Linked DNA regions of Triticum aestivum: region 2 is linked to region 1. The links are chromatin contacts, called in public Hi-C maps. All regions are on one chromosome and are shown on one strand. The core of a region is the stretch at or near the end of the contact, and the rest is flanking DNA. Distances in the headings are between cores, read along the strand shown. Region 1 holds the start of LOC123156316 (probable amino-acid acetyltransferase NAGS2, chloroplastic). Region 2 holds the start of LOC123162842 (F-box protein At-B).

Region 1 (5,072 bases), core at 2,100-4,599:
CTTAGAAAACGGGCATGATCTTCATTCTGATGGGGCGTGCCGAAAAGAGGATTGCCTTGGGTCGTGATTCAGGTGAACAGTAACTGCCTGCCCAGTCGTGGGTGGTGCCGCTTCGATAAAGTTGTCAGGCTAGGAGTACTGTTCACACCTACGCGACATGCCTTCAAGGCTAAGTAACCTCATGTCTTCGGACGCAATGCAAGTTCGGTCAAGTCCCTTTCAAGTGACGCCATTCCTTCGAGGAGTGGTCCATGGTGGCTCTAAATGAAAGAAAGCATCTCAAATTATCAACAAGGGGGAACTCATTTGTCAAGCCAAGGACTTCGGATCCTAAGTTGAAGATGTCATCCTCGGCGTAGAAGAGCAGTTCGGAGGCTACTGACGGTGTCCTGAACTAGGGAGTATCAACCTACTTAGTCCATAGTCCTTGGGTTGGGCCCGCAAGCCCTCATTCTCATTCAGATGGACTCCGAAAGCTACACGCCTAGACGTATCCAAGACTACATCTGCCAAAGGCTTGACGTATACTCCAAGTCATCTCCTATCGCCCCCTGGATACCGACCATGTAACTCTAGATGCCCTACCTGGCCCTAGTGTCAGAATAGAACTTACGATCTCGAGGTAGATCAAGCTTGTACTTGATAAATCATCATCAATATAAACAAGAGCATGACATAGGTTTGTACCTCCATAGAGAGGGTCCAAACCTGGGTAAACATCGTCTCCTTCGTTCCTGTTAGCACCGATTCGAGATCCACAGCTTGGGACCCCCTACCCCGTGGTCTGCCAGTTTTGACACCGACAAGGGGGGTGAGGTGATAATACATAAATCGTTCTTTTACACAAGTGATTCAACATATTTTTGTCGGTACCCACGTTTATTAGGTTATCAAGGGTTAAGGCACTATAGGAAACTTTGTAGGTATTCAACATCTTTTTTGTAGGTAAATGTTTTTGCATGTTCTTTAGCAGGAACTTTCCACACAACCTTCTTATTGAAGTTTTTTTGTTAGTTTGTGCAAGGGAAGTAGAGGATAATATGCCCATTTTTTCAGCAAAACACACACATTTTGGAAAAACAATTGGCTGAAAATCCTGGCGATATAGTTTATGCTTTTTCTTGCGGAATCATGGCGCACCCTTTTTGTATTTTAGAGCATAAAACTTTTAGTAATCTTTTTTTGCAGTGTAAATCTTGATTTGTTTGAGCATGTTCACTGTTTCTGAATTGCAAATTGTGTCAAATGAACACTCGCCCTTTCCCCACACCCCTCATAATGCGCTACCGAGGGGAAAAAGGCGGGCATAGACAAAATGCATCCAAGGCAACCATTACCTTTAATTTTTTTCTCACCTCAATATAAAGTCTAGCAGCCCAGACCGACACTATGTAGCCGCGTAGAATTGATCCCAAGGACATTAAAGCTTCACACAACCAACACGTCAAATGTGTCCACCATGTGGAACAAATGATATCACAAGACAAATACCAAAATATTCCGCAACAGCAACATACATATACAATAATTAATTCAAGAAGGGTCTTTCAATCAAGATCCAACTAATACAACAAAACTGAATAAACCTTAGACATGCAAGAATACAGATTGCCTTAAGAAGGCAAAAACAAAAGCAAGCCCCGGCCATATCCCTGCTCAAACTGTTGTCCGTATGATGACCAGTTAATGTCGTCCATCACCGTACCTATACGTTTTTGTTAAAGCAAGGTGAGTACATTGTGTACTCCATAAGTGTTGTTACACTGAATGACCGACGCTAATAAGCAATAGGTTTAAAAGGGATATGTAGTGGAGCGGCTAGAAGCACCTATGCGACATGACATCGTCTATTAGAGACAAGGATAGAGAGTGTATACGAACCATCCAGAACAAAACATGCGTAACATAACCTCACTGGTTGTGCCCATGCTGAGTGTTATCCTTCCTCGTAAAATCACATAGCCTTGCACTCCCCTTCGTATACCACCCACGAAGAAGAATCCCCGAGGCTTTTATTTGGCAAGTTTTATTATTAAATGTTGAAGTTGCACAAGCTCTATTACTAATAATATTAACAATTGAAGTTGTTCTATGATCCAATAGGCCAATTCAAGTCATCCATAATCACGAACACAACTATTCAAATAGGTTTAACACTGCAGGGGTGCACCAATACGCCCATTACAACCTCCATACACACGCTCATCAAACCCAACTGTTGACCAATTATATGCATGAACCGAAAGATCCGAAATGACACAACGCACCCCTAGCTACATCCAAGACCAGAAAACCACCAAATGGGTTGACACCCGAATTGAAGTTCGGCCGTAGCTTTGAGTTAGACCCAAACTTCTCTACCATGCTCCGAGGTGGCCGATACCTGAGTCCTAGGTCAACCCCTCACAGCTCCATGGGTTTGGACAACTGGATTTGACTAAAAATATATAAAGGATATGCTACACAAAGTATATTATTGGATTTATATTTGATAAAGATTTTCTATGATACTCCCTCTGTTCAGTTTTATAAGTCATTCCAGACAAGTGAAATTGAGCTGTTTTACACAGTGTCTGAAATATTTACAAAGCCTTATAAAAATGAACAGAGGGAGTATAATTTTTGTGACATTTATATTTATTAGTTAAATTCGTTATCAAATTTTGACTCAAAAAAGAGGCCTAATAAATTCGGGCGGAGGGCGTACTGGCTTGTGGCTCCGGAAAAATTATGCAGTTTCTATCCCTACAGCTGATGCGTCCGTGGATAGGCACGAGGGTCGGATCATACAAAAACTTCTAAAAGAGGGTCACATGGTCCTAAAATAAGATGAAAATAGTGATTTTTGGCCCGGCCTTCAGCTACAATGACCGAACGAGGGCTAGGGAGAAAAGCGGTGCAGCGCACAAACGTTTTTTCGAGGGTACGCCACGAAAGTTGATTTTTTCGGGTGCACGTTTTTTCGAGAAAAGCCGTGTGCCGTGCAGTGCACAAACGTGAAAGAAGTCAATTTGTCACGGTGACATGACCTGACCGACCGCAAGCGTCGGGAAACTCGTATAATCGTATTCGTGGCCGCAGGATAATATAGTGAGTGACTGCTTCTTCGGATTGGCCCTTGCACGCGCGCAGAAGCCGCGCGTCTCTCACCTACCGCGCGCATGGGCATTGGCATTGGCTGACGCCGCCCCCGAGCCGAGACCAACCTCCACCAGACGCGAACGCCGCCGGCGCGGACCGTCGGATCACAGTCACCACCACGGAAGCAAACAAGAAGGCCCAAGCGTCAGTCAACACGGCTCGCGTATACGTATATCCCACTCCCCCACTTATTCTGAGCAAAACCCAAACCCAAACCCAGGCCCAAACCCCGTCTCCGCGCGCCACATCGCTCGCCGATCGCCGCTTCCAACTCTCTCTCTCTCTCTCTACATTTCGTCTCGCCGCGTACGGCCTGAGCGCCACGCCACGCCAAAGCAGACCGCCGCCCTCATGTACCAGTCCCCGCTGAATCTCGCCTGCACCCCTCCGATGGCTGCGGCGGCGTCCCTCGCGCGCGCCGCCGGCGAGCCCTCCCGGGCGCCGGCGGGGTCGACGCGGCCGCGGCCTGGGAGTGTCGCGATGCGCGCCCCTGAGTCGTGGCGCCGGCGTGCAACGGGCGTGCGGTGCGGCGGTGGAGCAGGGTTATTCGGTGATGGGGCTTTAGGTGGTGGGGAGGCGGGGGCGGACGAAGGGGGCAGGTTCGTCGGGTGGTTCCGGGAGGCCTGGCCGTACATCCGGGGCCACCGGGGGAGCACCTTCGTCGTCGTCATCTCCGGTGAGGTCGTCGCCGGGCCCCACCTCGACGGCATTCTGCAGGTACCCGTCGCTCTCCCCCCGAATGGTCCCCCGCCCGCTTTCGCGGAAATGGATGATTCGCATTTCGGTGCTGTGGGTTGACACTTGACAGCGATTCTGCACGCCTGTTCGCCGTTTTTATTGCTTGTTTTCGGTTTTGCCTCAAACGCCATTTTGATGGGATCGTTCAACAAGAGGGGGATTTTCGCAGATTTGTTCCGAATTCAGCATGCACATGCCGAGTTAGGAATTCTTAAGAGGTCGGACCGTGGATCGCATAATCTTGCTGGACATATTTGAAGAGAGTGAACTTGGGGCCATCTCCGCGGCCTTGATTTTGCTATGTCATTGTTCGAGCTGGACAGCACAGTTGCTTTCTTATAATAATTCTGCTGCAAAGAAGAGAGCAACGTCAAGAGAGAAACCGACGGCTGGTTGCGATATGAGTGGTCAAGCTAGTTTGATCTAAGTTCAAACCAGCTCTGCCTCCTTCACTGATTTGTTGGAGAAGATAATAAGTAAATTAACAGCTGCACCTGCACGTGTACTTCGTGTTACTTTCAATGTGCCTAACAGTCATTGTCATCAAAACATTTCTGTTGAATATTGTTGTTAACAATATCTTGGAAGGTGCGGACCCCAGAAAGAAAATGACCCAGTGTCCCGGTGTAAAACCACACATATTTTCCATCTCATGATGGGGTGGTGTCACTGTACATGAAAATTACCAAGAAATAAATCTTGCACCCGGGTAGCTGAGCCTGGGTTTGGATAGGTTGGCCTGCTCCTCCTTCTAAAACAAGATTTATAAATAATAAAGATTTGCTGAGGTGTTACCTTTCATGAACCCTGGTCCATGACATTACCATAATGGCTTAGTCAGTGTTCAATTGCTGAAATGACAGTTCACTAAAGGTGTAGATCTGTGTTAAGTTAAAGAGCGTAGTTTTGTTGAAATTTTCTTTAAAATGTATTTTTATATACTTTTGACAACTTATGTGTAGTTCCACAATATTCACATTAATTCGACATGCAGGATATATCGCTTCTACATGGTCTTGGGATCAAATTTGTTCTTGTTCCTGGAACACATGTTCAGATTGATAAGCTCTTGGCTGATAGAGGTTAGCTGAAGATTTGCATTTTTTTACTCTTTTCTATGCTAAAATGCTTTGAATAGATATGTTTTTCTATGAACGTCCACACTATTGAAGTGACTGTGTTTGGTTACCGTT
Region 2 (4,886 bases), core at 604-3,103, 390 kb before region 1:
GTAATTGATCTGAATATAAATACAATATGCTCAGACTTCCCACAATTTGGGTCAAGATGAAAACAAATCATTTTTTAGAGAACAGAAACATAACCAATCACTATGCCAGGTACAAATCAAATTTTCCCAATGCCCATCCCACCTGGACAACAATAAACCTTACAATGCAATAATACTAGGCAACAGTTCATAGCGCCTAATCCAATTTCTCAAGAAATATACTGTTATGAAATTAGCCTCCATGGCTTAGTGCCAATGCTAACTTCCACAACTAATACCATGGCCGCTTGGTTCCACTAGTCACAGTACCAGCTCATGCAGCGTAGATATATGTAGGCCGATATATCAGTTTTGGGGCTGTACCGATATAAACATAATATATCATTTTGTAAATATCATTTTCACATATCATCCGATGTGGACCGAAATATCGACCAATATGGCCGATATCTGACCCGATATGCCCATTGATATAGACCGGTGCGTCAATGAACACAATTATTTATCACAAATCAGTGATTTTTTAATGTATTTACAACTTCATCGTATTATCAAAGTCATGTGTAATGTTTGTAGAAACACATATGTAAGGTATTGTTTTTAATCTTAGAGTGAGGATTTTGTGAATATGTCTTAAATAGTTTCTTAATTAACAAGTTCATAAACTAGGAATCTAAATTTATTATGCTATTCCCTCAGTCCCATAATATAAGAGCGTTTTTTACACTACACTAGTGTCAATAGTGTCAAAAACGCTCTTACATTATGGGACGGAGGAAGTAGATCATTAACACCATACATTTTGTTTTCTTTGAACAGGGATATTCAAAAAATTCCAGATATATTTTCTTCAATATATCTACGTATCATCTGATATCCAACATCCAATATGTTCAAGCCAAACCGATATACAAACCCAATATATGATATGTTGAACCTTGATTGACAGCGAGGTTCAGCCAAAACCTACATCCCCCATGGGATCCCCTGATGCTATTTGATATCCCGACAAACTCGACACCCACGAGAGACTCTGGTCAGACCGCCTGAAATGGCAAGCCAGACCACTCCCTCCGTGCAGCGCACAGAGTCCATCTTGATTCTCTCGGTTACACACAACAGTGCAACACTGCCCCTTGTACTTGTTGAGGCCCTGGCTACTACGTGTTCGACTCAATATACGTTTTTTTAAACCATATCAGCTAATACTACCACAAGTCCAACTGTAATCTAACCCATAGCATAAGCAAACAAGAAATTGCTGAAGATGCATACCTCAAATTGGTGCACCTCTCACCAATCACCACAAAGAGGTACGGGGAGAAGGACGAGCACTTGAGCAGCGAGAGCTCGCGGAGGCTCTCCTTCGCAATAGCAGCGACAGCGGAGTCGTTGAGTAGGCTGCAATTGACGGCGAGGCTGCGGAGCCTGCCATTACCGGCAAGAATCCTATTCGCGATAGCATTCGTCGGCGTAAACGCCTGCAACAGCGACCAAACCCCAGATTAAAGGGAGACCATCTCTGGCGGGAGGCGGGGAGCGCGAGAGGGGAAGAAGCGACGAGGCTCACCAAGAGGTCTAGGGATGCGACGGAGGATAAGGCGGCGCCGGCGGCGCCTCGGAGGGCGCGGCAGGATGCTGCGGCGGAGCAGGCGGCCTCTAGCCCCACCCGGCCAACAACCTCCACCAGGAGCGCTTCGGGGAGGATGTCGACCAGGCCTCCTCTGACGCTGCCGGAGGCCTCGCCGCCGCCCTGGCCGTCGCCGGCGGCGCGGGGCTTCTTCTCCATGGCTCCTTGCTTTCAGACCTAGAGTCAGATGCGCGGAGACCGTCCCTGGATATACCACCACGGCTCGCGGGCCCTCTCTGTGTGGGTATGACATGTAGGCCCTCTGCCGTCGTTCTATTTGGTTTTAATCTGCTACTGTTCTAAATGAGGAAATAAACCAATAAACCGGACCTGCTGTTCTTTCTTGGAAGAAAAAGGTTAGCGCTAGGTATCTGAAAATTTCAAAACTGGTAGCTGCTCAATACGTTGCAAAATGCACGATGTTATGGGCATCGACATGTTTTTTAGCATGCAAATATTAAGTATACACATATCCACGGGAAAAAAACGGAGTTACTAAATCTCATCTAAATGAGATTTAACAATGTCTCATCTAACTTGTGGTTCGTTCAATTTATTGTTGTAGTCTCCGCGTAAACTTGATCCCACTTTGATTTTTTGTCCAACGGTCGCGTTTCCCGTTTGAGTCTGGTTGCCGGCCCGTTCGAGTCAGCCATACTTTTTTTGTTAGGTCCATTTTTTTAACCTTTGTTTGTTGTGTTGCTGGCCGTTTTCACGACCTTTTTGTCGTTTGGTATTGGCCTGTGAAAATGCAACTAATCCTCGAGTGGTTTTGGTAATTCATAACAATATATAGTTTATTGAACTAATATTCTTTTAAGATAAATATTTTAGGAAGTTCAATGAATGGCATGGCATATACTAGGAATGTGGGCCTCTCAAAATGCTAAGGACACATATTGACAACAGCTCAAGACTCTTCATTTTACTTTTAGTGATCAAAGATCACATTGAGTCCATAGGAAAGCCAATACTATTAAAAGGGGATGAGGTGTTGCTTAATGGGTTGCTTACTCAAATGCTTAGTGATATTGCTCCAAAGCCCTCAACCACTTTCTCATTCCAAATATGTCTAAAACCTAAAAGTCAAACTCGGCCCCATCGATTCTTTCCATCTGGTGCCACCGAGTTCATGTGACATAGCCAGTGCCAGAAACCCTAACAGTTCGGTCACACCGATACAGATCTCGGTTTCACCGAGATGGCCTTGCAACCTCTCTGTTGCCTGTTGTACTTATTTCGGTCTCACCAAAATGTGCAATCGGTCCCACCGAGTTTGCTTGACATCTTCTATGTTGCCTTATTGCTGCACTTCGGTCTCACCGAGTTGATGCAATCGGCGCCACCGAGTTGATGTTTGCCCTAAGCCCTAGCACATCGGTCACATCGAGTTGTTCCAGTCGGTCTCATCAAGATTCCTAACGTTCACATTTTGAACTAAATCAGTCTCACCGAGTTCATCTATTCGGTCTGACCGAGTTGGATCAAATGTGTGTAACAGTTGGATTTTGTGTGGAGGCTATATATACCCCTCCACCCCATCTCCATTTGTGAGAGAGCCATCAGAACGTGCCTACACTTCCAACATACATTTTCTGAAAGAGAACCACATACTCATATGTTGAGATCAAGATATACCAATCCTACCACAAGAATCTTGATTCCTAGCCTTCCCCAAGTTGTTTTCCACTCGGATCATCTTTCCACCATATCCAAATTTGTGTGTGAGAGAGAGTTGAGTGTTGTGAAGACTATCATTTCAAGCACAAGAGCAAGGAGTTCATCATCAACACAACATCTATTATCTTTTGGAGAGTGGTGTCTCCTAGATTGGTTAGGTGTCGCATGGGAGCCTCCGTCAAGTTGTGGAGTTGAACTAAGAAGTTTGTAAGGGCAAGGAGATCGCCGACTTCATGAAGATCTACCCGAGTGAGGCAAGTCCTTCATGGGCGATGGCCATGGTGGGATAGACAAGGTTGCTTATTCGTGGACCCTTCATGGGCGGAGCCTTTCTTGGACTGCGCAACCGTTACCCTGGTTGAAGTATCCATCAACGTGGACGTACGATAGCACCACCTACCGGAACCACGCCAAAAATCTCTGTGTCTACATTGCATTTGCCTTCTCCAAACCCTTCCCTTTACCTTCATATGCAATGCTTTATCTTCCGCTGCTACATTCTTAGAATTGCATGTGTAGGTTGATTGCTTGAATTGTGCTAGTTGCTAAAATCTGCTTACAACTAAAATTGGGAAAATGATAGATTTTTATTTGGTCAAGTAGTCTAATCACCCCCCTCTAGACCCACTTTCGATCCTATAGCCCGCCTTTTGTATAAGTGGAGGGGACAGGGGGCTTTGTTCCATTCCTATTTTATTGCTTCCATTCTGCGGCCACCTCTCTTTGTTCCTCCTCTCCCCATTCCCCTTTGTCTCCCATTTGTGTCATCATGAGTAGGAAGGAGTCGAGGTGAGCAGGAAGGAGTCGACCGAGGATTAGTTCGCTCCCGCGAGGTGAAGAGATGGCAGGCGCTGGTGATAAAGTGAGCTTTTTGCCCCATGTGTTTTTTAGGTTTTCCTGATTTGAGGTATAACCCTAGATTTCAAGTAGATTAGCTCCATCTACACTATGCACGTCCTGCTTTTATTGGGATTTTTAGATCCTCTATCTCCTTGTTTGTTTTTTGTTAGATTGGACCCATCGACCGTCTGGATTGGTTTGCGTTCTTGGTAGGGGGTGCGGGATAGGGGTGGCATGGTGTTTATTGGAAAATCACGACGTCTCAAACAGATGCATGGTTAGACCCATTTGGAAACCCATTATTGAGGGGTTTTATAACTCATTGGAAACACCCTCTATCCATTTTTGTCCATGGAGCCCTATAATTTTAAGTTAATTCTTTAAGTTTTCTTAAGTTGATGCTAGTAGAATATACAAAAACATGTATGTCATGTTGTCTATGTCTTCAGTAGACTTGATTTAAAGGGTATAGGTCAATTCTCCCCCTTGTGTGAGTTTTCTAGGTGTAGGTAGTGTGATCCCAAGTTTGTGTTTTTTTAGTTGTAGGTTTTTTTGTGTTGTAGTTTGTAATGCAGTGTGTTTTTTAGGCTGCATTGCTTTGATTTTTACCTACTGTTCCTTGTTTTTAGTAACCTACTGGGGTTGAAAGTTTTCCTAGAGTGTGAAGATAATATATATAACTAATTGATGGCATTTCCAATTATTCATGCCTTTCAAAAGATCCAAAAGTGTGTTG

Evidence for each region. A called contact is a pair of places that touch in the nucleus more often than the background predicts.
Region 2: a contact with region 1 is called in a Hi-C map of leaf, with 7 times the contacts expected there. The contact joins the promoter of LOC123162842 here to the promoter of LOC123156316 in region 1. A contact is called at or near these places in 3 of 5 Hi-C or Micro-C datasets (all in leaf) and 1 of 1 datasets of contacts at active chromatin or transcription factors (leaf).

What each region holds. Positions count from the first base shown.
Region 1 is chr7B:181,953,830-181,958,901 of IWGSC CS RefSeq v2.1, reverse strand. LOC123156316 (probable amino-acid acetyltransferase NAGS2, chloroplastic) reads left to right here and starts at 3,349. Exons shown (of 10, transcript XM_044574455.1): 1 at 3,349-3,858; 2 at 4,874-4,961. The coding sequence starts at 3,493.
Region 2 is chr7B:182,338,837-182,343,722 of IWGSC CS RefSeq v2.1, reverse strand. It overlaps LOC123162842 (F-box protein At-B), which reads right to left and starts at 1,853. Exons shown (of 4, transcript XM_044580597.1): 1 at 1,571-1,853; 2 at 1,276-1,481; 3 at 1-9. The coding sequence starts at 1,789.